2 separate regions of the Mus musculus genome follow, and region 2 is linked to region 1. Evidence: chromatin contacts called from public Hi-C data. All regions are on one chromosome and are shown on one strand. Each heading gives the region's core, a stretch centred on a gene start, on an enhancer-like site or on the middle of the called end of the contact. The rest is flanking DNA. Distances are from core to core; before and after follow the strand shown.

What was found. A called contact is a pair of places that touch in the nucleus more often than the background predicts.
Region 2: a contact with region 1 is called in a Hi-C map of liver, with 5 times the contacts expected there. The contact joins two enhancer-like sites. A contact is called at or near these places in 1 of 39 promoter capture datasets (liver), 1 of 484 Hi-C or Micro-C datasets (liver) and 3 of 115 datasets of contacts at active chromatin or transcription factors (epiblast stem cells, hepatocytes and large pre-B cells).

Annotation. Positions count from the first base shown.
Region 1 is chr10:121,614,263-121,617,453 of GRCm38.p6, forward strand. Xpot (exportin, tRNA (nuclear export receptor for tRNAs)) reads right to left here. Exons shown (of 25, transcript NM_001081056.2): 4 at 2,870-2,926; 5 at 2,353-2,422; 6 at 743-961. Among named protein-coding and RNA genes, the nearest start is that of Xpot, 10 kb to the right of the region's middle. Within about 2 kb of position 1,474, at least 18 of the 459 cell types and tissues checked have an H3K27ac peak or open chromatin away from gene starts, as enhancers often do. A contact at or near this core is called in hepatocytes and liver, where this site is marked.
Region 2 is chr10:123,119,287-123,122,477 of GRCm38.p6, forward strand. Usp15 (ubiquitin specific peptidase 15) reads right to left here. Exons shown (of 22, transcript NM_027604.4): 20 at 2,286-2,389. Among named protein-coding and RNA genes, the nearest start is that of Mon2, 44 kb to the left of the region's middle. Within about 2 kb of position 1,530, at least 10 of the 459 cell types and tissues checked have an H3K27ac peak or open chromatin away from gene starts, as enhancers often do. A contact at or near this core is called in hepatocytes and liver, where this site is marked.

The DNA.
Region 1 (3,191 bases), core at 224-2,723:
GAGGCCAGCCTGGTCTACAGAGTGAGTTCCAGGACAGCCAGGGCTATTCAGAAAAACCCTGTCTCAAAAAAAAAAAAAAAAAAAAAAAAAAAAAACAAACCAAAAACCAAAACCAACCCCCCCCCCCCAAAAAAAAAAAAACCTCTCACACTCTGTACTACTCATATTTAGACTCAAGTGATATAGATCAAACCCTGGGCCTCCTGCGTACCATGCCTAAGGCTGGCCTAAGGGTGTACTACCTCCGTTATAAAGAGTCCTTGGTAGAGATGATATAATATATTCAACTACTAGTGCTACTCAGCAACCAACCAATTTTAGAAGGTGGCAAAGGAGATGCTGAGATGCAGGAAGGGAAGGGTCATGGGCTCAGGGACTATGACTGGCTCAGACTCCCAACGAGGAGGCGCTGACACCCACGCCACAAGCCATTGCTTCTTGCCAGTTCAGAAGCATTAATTATGGATGGCACTTCACAGGAGCTATGTGACAGTAAACTTGTGTACTTTACTGGAGAATACAGTGGCTTAGTTTTAGGGAACTAAGGAATGCTCTAAATACAATCTATGGGGCGAGAGGGGTTAAATTTCACTGTTGGCAAATTCAAGGCACTTGGTACATCTGTAATCTAAGAACGAGACAAAGAAAACGACTGCCTGCCCTTTCTGTCATGTTTGCTTCCCCTACAAAGCCTACATTATGACCCCCCCCCCACACCCGCCATGCACTCCAAGCCACTTGCCTCTGACGTGTGAACCACGTCCCGATCCACCAGCTCTGAATCGATGGCCATGAGGATCCGCAGGTACAGGTCCACGCCCCTCGGGTTTAGGTCCACAACTGAGAGGATGTCAAAAAAAAACTTGGGCCACTTAGTGAGATACTCTGTAACAAAAAGCAAGGCGAACACTTGGGCCGCTTTGTTCCGTATGAAGGTCTTCTCTGGCTGCGGATTCTGCATCTGACAAACAGAAAGAGTCATGAAAACACATTGGTTTTCCTACTTATCACTCGCGGGCAAAAACGGAACCAAACTTCAACATTGCCCAGATTAGTGGCAGCACAGCTGTGCAAATTTACCCAGGTGAGCAAGTGACTGGTCACATGACTATACAGGAACAATGGCCGCCCCTTAGAATTTTTCTTTCCCTATAGTGTTGGGGATAAATCTGTATGCTATGCAAGCATTTTACCAGAGATACATAGCCCGGCGTTTTTTGTTTTTTTAAGGAGGGGCTGTTTCTTTGTTTTGAGTCAGGGACTTACTCGTAGCCTAGGCTGCCCTCACTCAGAGATCTGGCTATCTGCCTTTGCCTCTATGTAGGAATCAAGGTTTGTGCCACCAGGCCCATCCCAGGCCTTGAGGTTTTGTTTTGTTTATTTTTGGTTTTTTGGATTTTTTTTTTTGAGACAAGGTCTACTAGGCAGCTCAAGTTGACCTTTAACTTGTTACAAAGTACACGCTGGCTGCGAAATAACAATATTCCTGCCTCTACCTTCTGATCACTGAGATTTAGGCACAGGAGCCACAAACTCTCAGTCATTTAAGTTTCATGAACACAACTTTAACAATTCACATAATTTCTTCTAAGGAAAAAAATTCAGTTGTTCTTCCTTCTTCAGTTCGATTGTAAAGGAAGAGGCTCTAGTTAACCCGGAAGCTTTAAATGCTAAGCTTAACTATAGTTAACCAGGAGGAGTGTGAGAATAAACAACTTATTGTTCTTGTAGAAGTGCCTCTGTATATTGGCTGTGTCAGCACAGGCCAGCTCTAAGGACCGAACACAAAAGCCGGTCCTGTCAGGAGCTTAAGACTTAAGTCAATAAACTCTAGGGGGTAGAGGGACGGCTCTGCAGGGAAGTACAGGCCCTGATCACGCAGAGAGCCGGAGGTCAGTTCCTAGAACCACACTGGGCAGGTCACAACCAGCTGGAACTTCAGCTGCAGGGAGTCTAACACCCTCTATCGGACTCTGTGGGTACCTGCAGTCAGGTGTACATACCCACACACAAACGTATCTATACATAATAGTAATTTAAAAAGCTTAGTTTATTTTAGATAAAGAATTTCTTTTTAAAACCAAAGTTCTAACTAGGTGTGATGGCAGGCACCTTTGATCCTGGTCTTTGGGAGGCAGGGACAGGAGTCCCGGGCCAGCCAGAGCTATACAGTGAGACTGGGTCCCAAAATAATTTTTCACAGCACGTTACAGAAGAAAGTCCAACAGTTTTGGTTATGAGCGCAGCCTTAAGTTATTACTGTTTCTGCCTGTGACCCTCACGACTAGCACTGTAGACACAGGATGAAGCAGACAGAGGGCTGCTCGAGGCACAGAGGAATGACTGTTTTACCTGAGCCTGAAGCCATGAGAGCAGTGTCTCCCTGATGAGCTGCTGCTGAGCAGTGCTTAGTTCTGAGTACCTGGTAAAGACACAACAGCAGTGCTTAATTCTGAGTACCTGGTAAAGACGCAGCAGTCACTGCATTTGTGGTCTGTGGCTTTCAAAGTCAATCTCACCTATTGAAAATGGAGCATTTTATAGTGTTCAGGGTTTCCTAAAACAATGTAAACACCCTCTGTCACAGTATTGGAAGACCGCACAGATCAGAGCATCAGACAGACTAGAGTCACTGAACTCAGATTCTCGGTTCAGTTCTCCATCAGACAAAATGACAGCTATGTGATTTTTCTGACTATGTGGTGAGGTCTGTAGACTGATTTAGTTTGGGAAAAATCACAACAGGTTCACAGCCCAGAGAGAATGTCTACGCGGTTAGTTTACCACCTGTATTTTTGGTTTCCTCAGAAAATTCAAACATTCCTATCCCGACAAGCCGTGAAGACTGGAAACAGTGAAATGGCCTTACTTGTATTTAACTTGATGCTCTAGTACTTGGAAGCAGAAGAACTTTACGTGGTCATCACTGAAAAAGCAAAAGGAAATTAGACAATCAGAGAATGGATTGGGGAAAACAGGCAAAATACCAATAGTCACTGTGAATAGCCACTACAGGCCTCTTGTCTGGGTTTCTGCCGACCAACTCTGTTTTATTTGTTTTCATTACTATCTGCTTTATTCTTCGAGGGCACTGGGTACCTTACACAGGGCCTCCTGAATTCCAGGCAAAGGCTCCACCAGTGAGCGACAGGCCCAAGCCCTGTTTAAAGGGTTAAGAAAGTCCTAAATAC
Region 2 (3,191 bases), core at 280-2,779, 1.5 Mb after region 1:
CATCTGTAAGAGGTAGTGTACATTAACCTGATGGTAAGTATCTTCACGAGGGTAGAACACACTCATGTGATGAGAAGTATCTATATAAAACTAGAACACATTCAAGTGATTTGACAAAGCCTTTGAGAATCATTTCTAGCAAATTTAAATACTTTTTTTTTCTAAGTTGAAACGTGTGACATTTTTCAGAGGAAGAAAAACTATGGTAAAATAATAATATAAATAATTTTTAAAAAAAAATTCACATAAAAATATACCAGTGGTAATTAGAGATAGTTCCATTTATGTAGTGGTTATGTAAGCAGGTGCAATACTGTGCACTGCATCCACATTCAGGCACCACCCCGATTCTCACTGGAGAACTAGGAACCTTAGGCTTCCAGAGGACAGTTTGCTCCAGGCAGTGGAGCTGTTACTCAGGCTGGGTCTGATGCCTAAGTCCAGCATCTTTATTCCTTAAGTTCCTATGACATTTTCCTTTCTGACAACCTTGCTCAGTCACCTGTGGCTCTTACACACTAGGATTTCCCTGCCTTTAATAGAGTACAGAACAGGGAAAGATGACAAGTGGTACTTTTTACTCCATGCTTCGTATAAAGGATGCTCAAACCCCCATGTGCTACCAGAACACGCTCCGACCATAGCTGTACACATACACATTAACCATCAACATTCCGAGGTGCTGAGGAACAGGGTGGCATGACAGCTTCCCCTGGGGAGCCTTCAGCCATTTTCCCTCCTTGCAACCACACAGATTCACAGTAACCAGCCGTGAACATCTTCTGTCTGTGTTCCCTCTAGGATCCTGCATGCAACAGCCTCACGTCTTTCGTTCTGTATCCCTTCTTAAATCTGCTCAGCGGCGTGAGGCCTAATGCATGTGCTGAGCTTGTCAGTCTGAACTCAAGAGAACTGCAGAGTAGACAGCGCACCCACAGAAGGAATATTCTCAGTCTTAAAGAAAATGAGAAAACTGTGAGATAGACTAAATAAAGAATTTCGTAACCCTCTTTGAAAATCTTAGCAAGCTAGACCCGTGGAGAGGGTGATTATAAAGCAACAGTGAGACAAGAATGATAAAGCCAACACACAGCCCAACAGCAACTATGAAGAGCCAGTCCTAGGTAAGCCGGAGTGGGGTGCAGAGGGTAGCCTTTCACAGAGGTAACAATGTCCAGATGTAGGCAGCAACAACAACAACAACAAGAGAAGACTGACAGTCCATAATGACACGAGACAGAAAACCCACGGGTCAGGCCCAGATGTAGGGATATATTCTAGTAGACTTGTTGGGATAGTTACTGTCCATATTGTTCTGGTGATTTCAGAAAGAAAAACAAAAGCAATGTAGCTTGTTTTGGGACGATAGATTTGATTTCAAAGTGAAGTAATATATATAAAAAAGACTATTTCACTTATGACTGAAATCGTTAAGAACTCTACTCAGTTAATGCAATCAAGCGGGCACTGAGAAGGATAAAACGATGACCACGGGAATGGCAGTCGTCTGCCCAGTGCAGTGTGAGCTGGCACAGGCAGCCTCAACTCCCATCCGCTCGGCACGCACGCTCACTGTGTGAGGAAGCGGCACTATGGACAGCTCAGAGGCATCCTTGGATAACAGACCATAAATACTGACTCGTTTTCAGTCTTACAGTAGTAGAGCGTTAAGTGTAATTTGGAGTGGAAAGATAAATGCCATAATTGTAATCATAAAAAGCAAAAGATTAAATAACAAGAGGAAGTTATTGAGATCAACAGTACCTATTGCTTAACAAATAAATATACATGGTTTCAAAGTACGCAGGGCTGCAGAGATGGCTCAATAGTTAAGAGCACTGGCTGCTTTTTCAAAGGTCCAGAGTTCAATTCCCAGCAACCACATGGTAGCTCACAAACATCTACAGTGAGATCTGGTGCCCTCTTCTGGCCTGCAGGCCTACAGGCATACAGAACACTGTGTACATAGTAAATAAATCTTAAAAAAGAAAAGAGTTGCAGAAGAGCACAGCTGCAGATACCTGAAAAGGAGCGAGGCTGATGGGTGGGAGGGACAGGACCTTAGACAGACAGCATGTGCCTTCCTGGCCTTCAGCTGAAGGGCATTAACTATTCCTATATAGAACTGGCTTTTAAAATACAAGCTATACAGGTGATTCATTCACCTAAGACTATTGAACAATGATTATAAGCAAGATTCATTTGACATTTTATTTACTTAAAAGTACTGACTATGTTACAGGAAAAAGTACATGAAAAGGTTAAAATGTAAAATGTCAACTTACAATGTCCTCCTCCCATCCCTCCATAGTGGTTGGAAACAGCAATCAAATTATAGCGGCAAGGACCTGCATTTGGGTTAATTAGGAATTCTGACATATCCAAGTCACTGTTAAAAAGGAAATCAGAGGTTAAGGCACACTTTAAAAGTGATGAAATATTTCTCTTCTAAAGCAATAAATAGTGTCTTCTGCTAATACTGACTCTCCTATATGTATTCATGCATGTGCATTAATACAACAACATCAGCAACAAACACACATACCTCATAGAAGAAATTACCCAGAGATAATTTACCAAATGAATTGGACATGTACCCTTGAAATTTTAGTGTTTAGGGGTTAATAATTCAACACTGAATGTTATTCTGATTGATGTTTTCATGATTCCACATTAATTTTCAGTGTTCCAGAGAAAAAAATTAAAATGAAAAGTAAAAATCAACTTTCTTAGTAATACCCATAAATTAAAAACTTTGAGAGAACCCCCTGCAGCTGCTTCTGTAACCCAGTATACCCTCTAACTGCACAGTGCTCCCTGCTCACAGACTCACAGACGAGGTGGCTCCATCCAGTCACAACTGGTTAGACACAGAGACCAACGGGCCAACCGTGGGGTACTTGTTTCCACTTAGTGCATTTACAATCCAGCCCTCCACTTAAATCTCAGGAAGATCATGGCAGGGGAGGGAAAGACTGTAAGAGATTGTGTCTTATAACGACAACGACAGGGGTGGTAGTGCTGGGGAAATGGATCAGCATGAGAGACCATCAGCTGCTCTTTCACAGGGTCCAGGTTCAATTCCCAGTCCCCACACGGCAGCTCTGGCCTCTGCAGTCACTGCACACATGTGGCACACAGGCCTAGGATGCAAACCATCTACAAAGTAAAACTAAATCTCAAGAAAAAAA